Linked DNA regions of Xenopus laevis: region 2 is linked to region 1. The links are chromatin contacts, called in public Hi-C maps. All regions are on one chromosome and are shown on one strand. Each heading gives the region's core, a stretch centred on a gene start, on an enhancer-like site or on the middle of the called end of the contact. The rest is flanking DNA. Distances are from core to core; before and after follow the strand shown. Region 1 has its middle 9.3 kb from the start of rbm38.L. Region 2 has its middle 28 kb from the start of pck1.L.

Region 1 (6,307 bases), core at 963-3,462:
TGGAAGATTGAAAAACCCTACGTGAAGCCTCAGAAGAAGGGAAAATTCGCTGTATCCGAGCTGTCCAACTGGAGGGCTGGATTTGGCCTTCTAGGGTATTTTTTGGCTCCAATCCTGCCTATGTGCTCCACATACTGCTGTGTATGACTTCATCATATTGATAACAGTCTGGCCTATAAAACATGTATTATCTCAGATAATTGCCCTACTATGGGAATGGTTGGGCAGCAGTACACTCTATCACTATCATGTAATAGAAACATTCCCAGTTACATGGCTGAAATACACACAATACAGAAAGGTTCATCGTTATCCAGAGATGTAATTAGATTCCCCCAGGGAAAGATAACACAACCCATTGGAGATAAGACTGTAACCTCCAGTGTAATCTGGGACTCATTAAATCCAATGCGTCCTGGAGATTAATCAGGGAAAGAGAAATTTGCATAAAAAGAATGGATAAATGCCCTGTGCCGCTTTGGCCAAACAGAAGTGCCAGGTGGGCAGCATAATAACCGTGGGGAAATCACTGCAAAATAAAACTGATGGTCTCCTAAGGGTTATAGATCACATTGTAGAAGTGACCAAAACAGGGAGCTCCTCCATGATGAGCTCATCCAACAGGATTTTTAAATCATCCTGGTGCTTTTATTGGCCAGTGAATGGCCACATTACATGAAAGATACTGGAGCGGTAACATGACAACAGATAGAACAAAGTAGGGCAAGACAAGATGGAGGAGGACAGGATGGAGAAAGTAGAACATGATGAAAACGTCAAAAAAGTAGGTCAAGATGGAGACAGTTGGGCAAGGTGGTAACAGTAAGAAAAATGAAGACAGAAGAGCAAGATGGAGACAGCAGGACAAAATGAAGACAGTAGGGTAAGATGAAAACAGTTTGTCAAGATGTAGACAGTAGGACAAGATGGAGACAGTAGGATAAGATGAAAACTGTAGGTCAAGATATAGACAGTAGGACAAAATGGTACAAAAAATGAGGGTTGTGGGTGCACTCCTAAGGCCATATAAAAACATATTTAAGTACAATAATCCCCTGTTTAAATAATTCAATAAATATGCAAGTGCATGTATTTAATATAAGAAAAACGTTTTTTTGTTACAAAGTTATGATCATAAATTTGATAAGCCACCATACCAAGGTAAACCCCATATGGCGGTTTATTATACTCTCTTCACAATCACATTTTTTGTAAAAAAATTTTGGGCAGTCTCTCTTTTAAAAGCTGCACATTCAGGTGGGAGAGGATCTAGTCCACAGATTGAAACCAAGCTTCAGGAGATTTTTACTCCAAGTAATGCTGTTAAGAGAGGTATATGACCTTTTATATTTTATCACAGGTAAACATGTTAGGGACCAACGTATGGGGTTTACCTTGACGTGGTATGGTGGCTTTTCAATTTCTTGTAACAAAAAACCCTGTTTTTCTTTTTAAAATACATGCACTTGCATAGTCATTGAATCATTTAGACAGGGGATTATAGTACTTAAATATGTTTTTATATGGCTTTAGGAGTGCACCCACAACCCTCTTTTTTTAGGACAAATGGTGACAGTAGGTAAAATGAAGATAGAAGAGCAAGAAGGAGATCGCAGGACAAGGAAATAGTAGGGCAAGATGGAGAAAGTAGGGCAAAATGAAGACAGTAGAGGAAGTTGGAGACAGTAGGACAAGGTGGTGACAGTAGGGCAAGATAAAGTCAGAAGGGAAAAATGGAGAGAGTAGGACAAGATGGAAACAGTAGAGCAAGATGGAGACAGTATGGCAAGATGATGACAGTAGGACAAGACAGAGACAGCAGGACAAGATGGAGATGGTAGAGAAACATGGAGACAGCTAGAAAAGATGGAAACAGGAGAGCAAGGAAAGACAGTAGGACAAGGACAAGATGGAGACAGTAGGGCAGGATGAAGAGTGTAGGGAAAGATAGAGAGGGTAGGGTAAGACAGTGATAGTTTGCATTTGAACCATGGTTGGCTTCTGGCGGGATAGTCCTAGTCTGCTAACTAGAAGGGTTTAATTAAGTTGTATGGCTAATTTCAGCCTTAATGCAGCCCTATACAGGCCAATTGGTATGCTATTTGACCGAATGGCCCATGGGCTAAACGGACAGCATATCAGGGGCAATACGAAGTATTATTCTCCCCTTCCTTTTTGGTTCTTTTTGTCCTGGTTAACAGCCTCCAGGATGCTGATATACAATACACTGGCTCATATGTTGCATCGATAGATTAAAATGTTCAAACCTGCCTGATCCACACACTGGTCGTGGGGTACCATACACACACAGAAAATCATACAAACTGTTATTTGTGCATGTTTGGTAAGCATTAATATCTGGGCATCTGTGGAAGCGGCAGATATAGAAAATAAAGTGCCCAAAGCCCACTGTCACTTCCACTCCCCTCTGTAGAACTTAGCAACATGTGATTAGGAGCCTTAAGGTTGCGGCTGTGAGTGTATTAATGGCACCTCGCCACGCAGTAGGATTCGGCTGTTATACAGAGGTCACCCGGGTCTCCTTCATCTTAATATACACAAACCCCCAGGAGTTTGACAGTTTAGTGATGAATCCCTGCATGGGGGGAATCTTTTTTTTTTTCCTTTAATTTTATTTTGTTTACACACAGGCCCCATCAGGATTCCATAAAAGGAGCTGGTGCCTGGCCACATTCACACAAGGCAGCCTATTAAATTCAGAGCGAGCACTCAAGTCAAGTGAAAATCTCCCAGCTGCTCCTTTGGAACAGGCTGCCGGGGGTCCGTCATTTCTATAAAGGGTCTTCCCCTTCCCCCCCATCTTCCCATACACTCTTGGATGTTGGAATCTGAACTGATGCTCAGTATTTTTGGAACAGGGAGGGTTTTCTCATGAACCCTTATTCTTATTGTCATGCTCTGTGGTAGTTGTGGGTGACGAGCTTTGGTGGCATAGCACCAAACAAAAGGACATAGAACCTGAGCTTGATATATCCATTAAGTTCAACCTTCAACTTATAGGCAATAACTCGGCTCTGCTCTTTGGGGCAAAACACCCAAAACTGGCCACTGTGGTACAACAAAGTTGACGTTCACTAATGGATCCAGTAGTTTGGTGGATCTTAGAGTGATTTGGCCAAAATATTGATAAAACAGGCCATCAGGAGACCTTTATACAATTAGATGCTGACATAGACAGTCTATGGCCACCTTAGCACTAAAAAGCTGGTAGCAAATAGGCTCTATTTCATCATAGCACTAGACTATGCAGCACCTTCCATTTACAATCTAGCTGCTGCCCCCCAGTCACGAAGGGTTAAATGAGACTCTCCTGCTCTGAGCCAGACGAGTGGGAGAACAAAGAAAAGGAAGAAGCTGATTACTAAAAATAATCAATCCCAGGGCAGTTCCCAATATAGGCATGTGGTATAAGGCAGGTCCGGACTGAGAATTAAAATAGGCCCTGGCATTTCAGGTACACTGAGGCCCAATCAGCCCACACAGAGGCCCAAACAGCCCCTACCAGCCCACTAAATAATGACTTTCTATGGCACCTTATAGCAGCCCCTCTGGCATTTGCCAGAACCCACAGATTGCAAGTCCGGGCCTGGTATAAGGGGTGCAAAACAGAGTAAAGCTCTAGAACTGTCAACTCCAAAAAGATTAGCTGAATCTTACCCCCACATGTAATACAATGCACTAAGTTTGCCCAGGAGCAGTAACCAGTAGCAACCAATAAGATGTTTGCTTTTAAACATGTGACCAGGAAATTCTACCTGCTGATTGGTTGCTATAGGTTACTGCCCCTGGGCAAACTTAGTGCCTTTAATTACATTACCCCATTAGTGTCTACAAGTTAAAATTTATACATATGGGAAGGAGGTGCCATATTGTTTCCCTTAGACAGTACAGTATGAGGGTATAGCTTATTGTGTGCCCAGAACATTCCTTCTCTGTATATTTGTATTTATACATATGGGAAGGAGGTGCCATATTGTTTCCCTTAGACAGTACAGTATGAGGGTATATCTTATTGTGTGCCCAGAACATTCCTTCTCTGTATATTTGTATTTATATATATGGGAAGGAGGTGTCATATTGTTTCCCTTAGACAGTACAGTATGATGGTATAGCGCAGAACATTCCTTAACTGTATATTTGTATAATACACAAAAGCCATGAATATCCTGTAAATTATATCCTTATAAACGGTGAGTTCTGATGTCATCAGTTATAAACGGTGAGTTCTGATGTAATTTCTGTCACATGACTCACCGAAACTTGTGTATTATAATAAAGTACCCCCAGTTGTAAAATATGAGGATATTAGAAGTTACCTCGGAGTTTCATGACCTGTATAAAAACACTCGGCCTTCGGCCTCGTGTTTTTATATGGTCATGAAACTCCTCGGTAACTTATAATATCCTTATATTTTACAAAAGGGGGTACTTTATTCACTATATTTATACTTACTGGAATGAGGTGCCTAAGATCCAATACATAAAATATTGGCCATGCTGTTGCCTATAACAGGTGAAGCCCATATAAAGACAGTACAGGGGGCGCAGGGTTAGAGATATGCACTTATGGAAACAGAGGCGGGGTGGGTGAAATGGAAAATCGATGCATATTGGGGTAATTCTCTGCTCTGTGTCGCTCTGTGAGTTTCCTGCCAATACAAATAAACAACATTTGGCAGCAGTTACATCGGCTCTTCTTATGCAGATAAGGGGCCCGACTAGCTCTATATTTGGTGATACAAAGTGCACTAAAAAGAGATGGAAAAATCCCCCTGTGCTTATTCCATTTTCTAGGTTTAGATCCTTTACTGGAAAAGGGAACAGTGACCACTAACAGAATAATGTAGCTGAGAATCACATTTGGTTTTTATCTTGTAAAGAATAAAACAAACTCGGTCATAGCATGGATCATGTGTTTTACAAGGCAATTAAAAAAATTAATTCAGCAATCACTCTATACTTACTGGTTCTGACTCCTGAAGCAGGGGCCACCTGATCTAGAAGAGAATTTCTACGCTGTTTCAGGAGTCAGAACCAGAGAACAGAACGGGAGAACACTGCCTAGTGAGTGGATTTAAGGGGAAGCTTGAGCTATTCTTAATTATATATTAAAGATTACAGATAAAACATAATACAGCTCATGGGTATAGTTATATTCATCTGTATATATATGTGTTCATTTATGAGAGAGCAAGTTAACGATGCATTCAAGAGTAAACATTATCAGCAGACTAATGGAACAGTGCCTCTGGTGGCTGAATCATGAAGCTGTTGAAATGTTATGTAGCTTTTCTAACCTTTAGGCTCAGGGCACTCGCTCAGATTCGGGGAGATTTAGTCGCCCGGTGACAAATCTCCTCTTCTTCGGGGCGACTAATCTCCCGGAACTGCCTCCCGAAGTTGCCTCACGAGGAAACTTCAGGCGACTTTGGAAAACGAAGCGCTCAGAGTGCCACCACGCCGGCGATTTACATTCTAGCTGACGGGAGGCAGTTTGGGGAGCAGTAACGTAACTAGAGGGGGCGGGCCCTGGTGCAAAACGTGCAGCCGGGCCCACGCCCCCCTCTGTACGCAACTATCTTCCCGGAATTCGACAGAGCGCGAGCTGCCGGGGGGCCCTGAGGGGGTGCGGGCCCTGGCCCAACTGCACCCCTGTGGTTCCGCCACTGTTGGGGAGATTAGTCGCCCGAAGAAGAGGAGACTTGTCGATGGGTGACTAATCTCTCTGATTCTGAGCGTGTGCCCTGACCCTGATATTGTAAACTAATTTTGTAATACCATTGTCGAGGAAATCCGCACTCGCAGGGCTTACTTGATGATTTAAATCCTTTATTATAGGGAGACTGGCGTTTCGGCTACTAATTTTGAATTCAGGTGTGAGACCCGTTATCTGGAGACCCGTTATCCAGAAAGCTCTGAACTGGAAGGCCGTCTCCCATAGACTCCATTTTACTCAAATTTTTAAAAATGATTTCCTTTTTCTCTGTAATAATAAAACAGAAGCTTGTACTTGATCCCAACTAAGATATAATTAATCCTTATTGGAAGCAAAACAAGCCGATTGGGTTTATTTAAAGGGATACTGTCATGGGAAAAAAATATTTTTTCAAAATGAATCAGTTAATAGTGCTGATCCAGCAGAATTCTGCACTGAAATCCATTTCTCAAAAGAGCAAACAGATTTTTTTATATTCAATTTTGAAATCTGACATGGGGCTAGACATATTGTCAATTTCCCAGCTGCCCCAAGTCATGTGACTTGTGCTCTGATAAACTTCAATCACTC
Region 2 (6,307 bases), core at 2,067-4,566, 71 kb before region 1:
GGGAAGCAGCTTAGAATCTCAAGGGGAGCCTAAGTGAGCCTGCCAAGCTTAGCATATAGGCTTTAGCACATCATTACAGATGTTCACACTATGTTATTTTTACAGAAATAACTGGTCGCTATGGGCCTTTGGGGTTAAAAACACAAGGGGATACTGTTTTAGAGCACAGTGTTTTATTCTACAGCCTTTGTTTGCTCTAACCCTGCAGTTATTTCCTCTAAATGGTTTAGACATTGTTGCACGGATCCAGGACAGTTGGGAGCACTCGGAAACAATGTGACAATTATTTTGACTTTTGATATTTACTTTCCCTGATAAAGCAACAACGTTTCACTCAGCAGCGACTGGCCTCCAGCAATCGCTATAGGGCATTCACTGTAGAACCATTAATCTTTTTCTATGGACAAGGAGGGTTTCCCAGAATCCTATGCTGTACCAGAGAAGGTTTCATTGCTATTGATTTGGTGGCTCCAGAGCATGTGGGGCTACTAATGACCTTTGTGCAGGATTGAGCTGGGGAAGCTGCAACACACATAGGCACAGCCCGATCAAGAGGAAGTGACAGTGGCATAAGTTTCCTTTCCCAGTCCCCCTTTTTGGGGTACACCCTTAAGTGCTGATGGTTCTCTGGAGAGCCTGTTTTAGACTCACCTTCAAGCCAATGCATGGCACAAGTACAGCTGGCAAGTAGGAGTCAGGGTACAGGCAGGGGGCGGAGCGCAACTTGGTGGAAGGAAGACCTACAATAGTTACAGAGAATATATTGTAAATATCTCAGTAGTAGTAGATGTGGTCCGGATGCACCAGCCCCAGACCCCCAGCTTTAGGGAGCGGCACGCCAGAAAATTTCGACAGGGCTTTAAATGCCCTTGTCGGTATGATACGCGTAGGGCAGATGGAGATGCATGTATACATTTAACTTTGTAAAATAAAGATATCTTTTTTAACTTAAACCTTTCTGGTCCAGTGGATCCGTTTGAGTGCCGGACAGCCCTGTTCTTTCTTCAAATTTTCTGGAATGAACACCTATCCTACCCAGGCCCCCCAGTCCCTCATGCCACCCCACCTATTCTAGTTATGCCACTAGGGTTGCCACCTTTTTTAATAACATTGGGATCAACCATCATTTTTACTGGCCAAGCTGGTAAAATACTGGCCAGGGGGCAACCCTATATGCTACTGGGAAGTGCACCTTGTGTCTGACACCGGGCCTGCAGCCTCAGGGCCCCCCGCACCATCCCCTGGGCCCACCAGCCGTGAAGTCTTCTCTCCCCTAGCCCCTCCCCTCGCGATCGAACGTATACGCACCTTAGGGACGTGGGTCCAGAAGAGCTTTTTTCCCAGTGTCCTGCCGACCCTGGTCTTGAACCATAGATATAAAAGGAGTTGCACACAGTAAACCAGAGGAGTGTGCCAGTACATAAGAGTATATATATGTATATATATATATATATATATATATATATATTCTCAATGAATAGCCCCTCTGCACAAGCCCTTTGACGCCATATTTGTCACTACCAAGCAGGATACCATGTGCAGTGGAAACCAGGACCAGGATGGATTCCATGTAACCATTCTCCTGATCAGTGGGTAGGGTTGCCACCTGGCCGGTATTTTACAGGTATTTTTACGGTAAAGCACCCGCAAAGGCCAGGGCCGGTTTTACAAATTTACCGGCAATGTAGCTGCCGGTAAATTTGTAATATCCCTAACTAAAGCCCTTGGCCTGCCCCAGTCTGCACAAAATATACCTTTTCTTCGGCACCTGGCCAATTGCATGCCGTCCCCTTTGACGTCCTGCAGGTAGGGGTGTACACTTTATTTTTATTTTTTTTTCAACTTTCTGTTTATTGAGGTTAACACAAAAATACGACAGAATGCAATATTGTGTCCTGTTTATATATACATCAATAAAAATCTTTACTGAAAGACATTCTCGTCTATCTCATTATAGCACGTGTACAAACCTATAAATGTGTTAACAAATTTGTAATATTTCCTTATAAAAGGGGAAAAAAGAAGGAAAAGGTGGGGGGTGGGGTTGAGTGAGACCTTTTCCGTGGTTGAGATATTATATTTGTCTTTGTAACATTCCTTCTCTATAGAGCCAAATATGCCATACGTCCTCAAATTTACTAAGCCTATTATTCAGTAAAGCAGTAAGTTTCTCCATTTCAATAGTCCACCATAGTTTTTTTCGGATTTCCTGCATCGTTGGAGGGGGGCCCTTCAATCTCTTAGCTATCAAACCGCTTGTGGTTAGGCATAATTAGACACACAGTTTATGTTCATTGTATGTCACTTGTTCGGGTTTACGTAATAAAAGAGCTGTACACTTTATTTTTTGTCCATTAGGTTAATCTGTTAGGGGAGAGACTGGTTGTTAAACTAAAAAAATACGGGGCTTAGTTACCCTTTAAAGCAAAGGTTTACGTTAATGTTTACCTGCATAACTGCCTGTTAGTCGGCTCTGCAGAGAACTAGGAAGGAGTTAAAGGATTCGGCTAATTATCTTGCAGTTCCAAGCGCCAGTCCTTGTTGTAGTAACCCCTTGTTACTTTTGTTAGCTGAGTGTTATCTCTCCTCTCCCTGCTTAAATAATCCTCACCTTCCCTGTGTATTAAAACCTGGCCGGCTATGGGCGGGCTGCAGGGGCACCATCTGATTTCTCGAGTTCAATAAATTTTGAATTGGGTGAAATGTTGACTGTCCCCTGTGTTAAACCCTTGTGCCATGTGGTACAAAAAAAAACGATTGATTGTGCCCTTTACCATTATATCCCTGTTCAACAATGGTTATTTTCTATAAAGAAGATTGGTTAGGAACCCTAATTATTATTATGGGGGGGGGGTGTTTTATCAGCAATGACTGGGGGTCTTTCTGGAGCCTAATAAAACAATATCCTACAATTGGATTGACTGATGGCTTTGGGTTCTGCAGGGCATGCTGGGACCTCAGGGACCGGCTCTAATTCCATTCCCTTGCTCCTTCCTGTTCTTAGGTGGTTTTAGAAGAAACCAAGGCAAATTTCCAACCGTTTTTTAATTCTCCCCATATAATTTATGGCCGATGGAAGGATCTTTCTCTATTTATTTAAGTTCATGCGCGCCCTGTGCCAAGGTTTAATGAGATATTTCTGAGCAGTTTCATGCTCTGGAGTCATGCACAGCCCATTCATAAAGCTCTGTCTCCCCACAGGGTTTAGGTAAGTGCCTGACCATATTAGGAGACATCAGTAAATCTGAGGATTATTTGAAGGAGAAAAGGCTGTGAGGGATGAGTCTGCTTTGTATACACAGATGGCTTTCAGGGCCAGTGCAATCAGGGGTAACCGCTCTGAGCCCCTGTCTCTTAATAGAGCCCACCACAAAACATCTGTATGCAGAGGAAAAGTAAAATGCATTTTCTAGGGGAAGGGGCTGTCATTGTAGAATACTGTGAATAGTAAGGCAATGTGATATCTGAAACATGGAGAATAAAGAAGACTTTCTTCCTTAACAGCCCTGGATCTATAGGAATCAGATAACTGTAACCCCTTCTTGGAGGTCATTGTTAGGCAGCTCTCCTGCTTGAAACTGAACTGGCTAGTTGCTAGGGCCACTGTCACTAGGAACCACGCAGCAGTCTGAATGCAAGACTGGAAGATAAAGCAAACTGGAAAATGAACTGTTACCTATGAACTAGGGTGCGTCGTTAAAGGGGAACTTCACCCAAAACATTTTTTGCATAATGAAAGAACACTTACTGTGTTTATTATATATTATAAAAACAGATGTTGATAGATGGAAATCAATACAGGGTACTTGTGAATAACAAAGCACAGCAGGCAAGACCTGAAGAGCCAGAAGAACCAGAACTACGGTTGAAACAAAGTCTCTGATGTAGTTTGCCCTGATGAGAAATCACTCTATACTGCCAACCTTGGATTTAGAACATTTTAAGATCATCCCCTACTGTCCAAATCCTTATGCAAACATGTGTTTGCCGAAATGGCCTTCCTGTGTGTGGCCCTGAAAAAGTATTAAAATTCTTTGTTCATTTCGGACTCAGTTGTATTCACAAGTACATTGGGAGTAAGGTCAGAGTGAAAGCAAATGTGAATTACTGATAATGTTTTGAAAAGTAGATGAGGCCCAATGGACAAAGGAGCAGATGGAGGATTAAAAATGTAGGAAATGAGGAGAACATAAAGATACTGAGGAGGAAAGAGATATGGAAGATGGAAAACAGAAGAACAGAGGGGGGCATAGAGGAGTACATGGAAGAATGGAGGAAAAGATGGAGGAATAAGAGGGCATGGAGTTACAGAGAATGATACAGAGGAACAGAGGAGGAAATAGGGGAATAGCACAAGGAGAGATGTCACGATAGTGGAAGAGATGGCACAAAGAGGAAGAGATGGCTGAATGTAAATGAATCAATGGCAGGACATATCAGACTGAAGAAGGATACAGATGAAAAGAGGAGAAGATGAAGGAACGTTACAGAAATGGAGGTGATGGAATTAAGTAGGAGAACAAGAACAGAGAAGGAGATAGATGAATGGAGAAGGAAATTATGGAATTAAACTGGAGATATAGGAGAGGAATGCAGGAGGAGATTATAGACAAATAGGATATAGAGAAATATAGAAGAAGATAGGGGAATGGAGTAGATATAGAGGAACAGAGGAAGATATTACACAACTTTATAGGCAACACAGGAAAGGAGGAGAAGATTATAGAATTATATAGGAGATAGAGCAATGGAGACAAAAAAATGACAAAATCAGGGACTGTTAACTGGCCTGAGCAACTGAGCCAACAAGGCACATCAGCCCTATGATTAGATAATTCTTCTACTGCTTCATTTTTTAATTTAAATATTTTCTAAACCAATATTCATGCCTAACCTTTAAGCCATTCAGCAGCTCCTCACTTCAGTAAGGTTGTAATTAATAAGGAGGGGGTTCAAATATCCTGACATGGAGAGTAATGTGGTAACTAAATCCCAACAACTCTAAACTGTACAAATTTAATTATCAACTACAAAATCTGTCCTTTCTGTAGAGTTTATCTCATGCAATCATGTTTAGTGATGATCATAAGAATATGGCAATTTTTAATGGGAACAGAAAATGAAAATAAACTAGCTCAAAGCTCTTCTGTGCAATTTAGTGGTTGTACTTGGACTTTCCTTTCTTCGCCAGTTTTAAAGAAAATGGTAAACCCTCATATAAAAATGAATGTAAAATGGCTCTTCTGAGCACTTTTGCAATTTACATAAATTTGTTCCTAGTTTTCAAGAAATTTCTCTGGGTATATGTCCCCTTTAATATGAATCCATATTATATAGCTGCCCTCTTAGATCCCAATAGATTAAGGCAGAGGAACATAGGTGGGAGCTGGAGTTTGTCCTAATTTAAGGGGCACCCCAAGGGACATGTTACCCTTTTCAGTGCCCAAAGAACAATTTATTCAGGTATTTAATGAACTTTTGGAGATTTTTGATACTGGTATGGGTGATATTGTTGCACAAATAAGATTCAATTAACTACAGCCCCCTGTACCCCCTCGCAGAACAGAGTTTTTCCCTTTCTGTTCTCTTCTGTACAGCTGGGGGCGATGCCAAGACCAAGAGAGGGAACACAGAAGCCATGCCAAGAATGTTCCAGGCTCTCATTGTGATACAATCACGGGGAAAGCTTTCTGGAACCATTGCTACATTGTTTAATAGGCAATCGAAACAGGAGGAGGAGAGAGCGGAAGCTGCAGATTTGAATAAAAGTTGCTGTAAAATTACCAAAAAACACAATTTCCCAGTAGTTTGGAAGAGGGAGACACTGGAATATAATCCAAGTGTTCCCCATGTGTACAATGAATGTGTTATACAGGTACCTTGCTCAGAACCTTGGGTTTTCTAGATAATGGATCTTTCTGTAATTTGGATCTTCATACCTTAAGTCTATTAAAAAATTATTTAAACATTTATTAAATCCAATACTATAGACCGGTTCTGTTTCCAATTAGGATTAATTATATCTTAGTTTGGATCAAGTACAAGCTACTTTTTTATTATTACACAGAAAAAGGGGATCCTTTTTAAAAATGTATCTTATTTGGATAAAATTGTGTCTATGGGAGACGACCCTCCCGTAATTCGGAGCTTTCTGGATTTAGTTTCCGTATAACGGATCCCATACCTGTACCCCAGAGCTCACATTATAATGCCAATAGTATGTGAAATATATCCTTACATTTGCCAAAGGGTGGAACCATATCCCAGAACTGGCGGATACAGTAGATAGTTTAAAGGAAGAGTAGGA

The links. Hi-C and Micro-C count contacts between places; a contact is called where the count stands out from the background.
Region 2: a Hi-C map of the XL177 cell line shows a contact between it and region 1, with 5 times the contacts expected there. The contact joins two enhancer-like sites. A contact is called at or near these places in 2 of 4 Hi-C or Micro-C datasets (the XL177 cell line and the XTC cell line).

Annotation. Positions count from the first base shown.
Region 1 is chr9_10L:13,939,051-13,945,357 of Xenopus_laevis_v10.1, reverse strand. No RefSeq gene overlaps it. Among protein-coding and RNA genes, the nearest start is that of rbm38.L, 9.3 kb to the left of the region's middle. Within about 2 kb of position 2,212, at least 1 of the 7 cell types and tissues checked has an H3K27ac peak or open chromatin away from gene starts, as enhancers often do.
Region 2 is chr9_10L:14,010,955-14,017,261 of Xenopus_laevis_v10.1, reverse strand. No RefSeq gene overlaps it. Among protein-coding and RNA genes, the nearest start is that of pck1.L, 28 kb to the left of the region's middle. Within about 2 kb of position 3,316, at least 1 of the 7 cell types and tissues checked has an H3K27ac peak or open chromatin away from gene starts, as enhancers often do.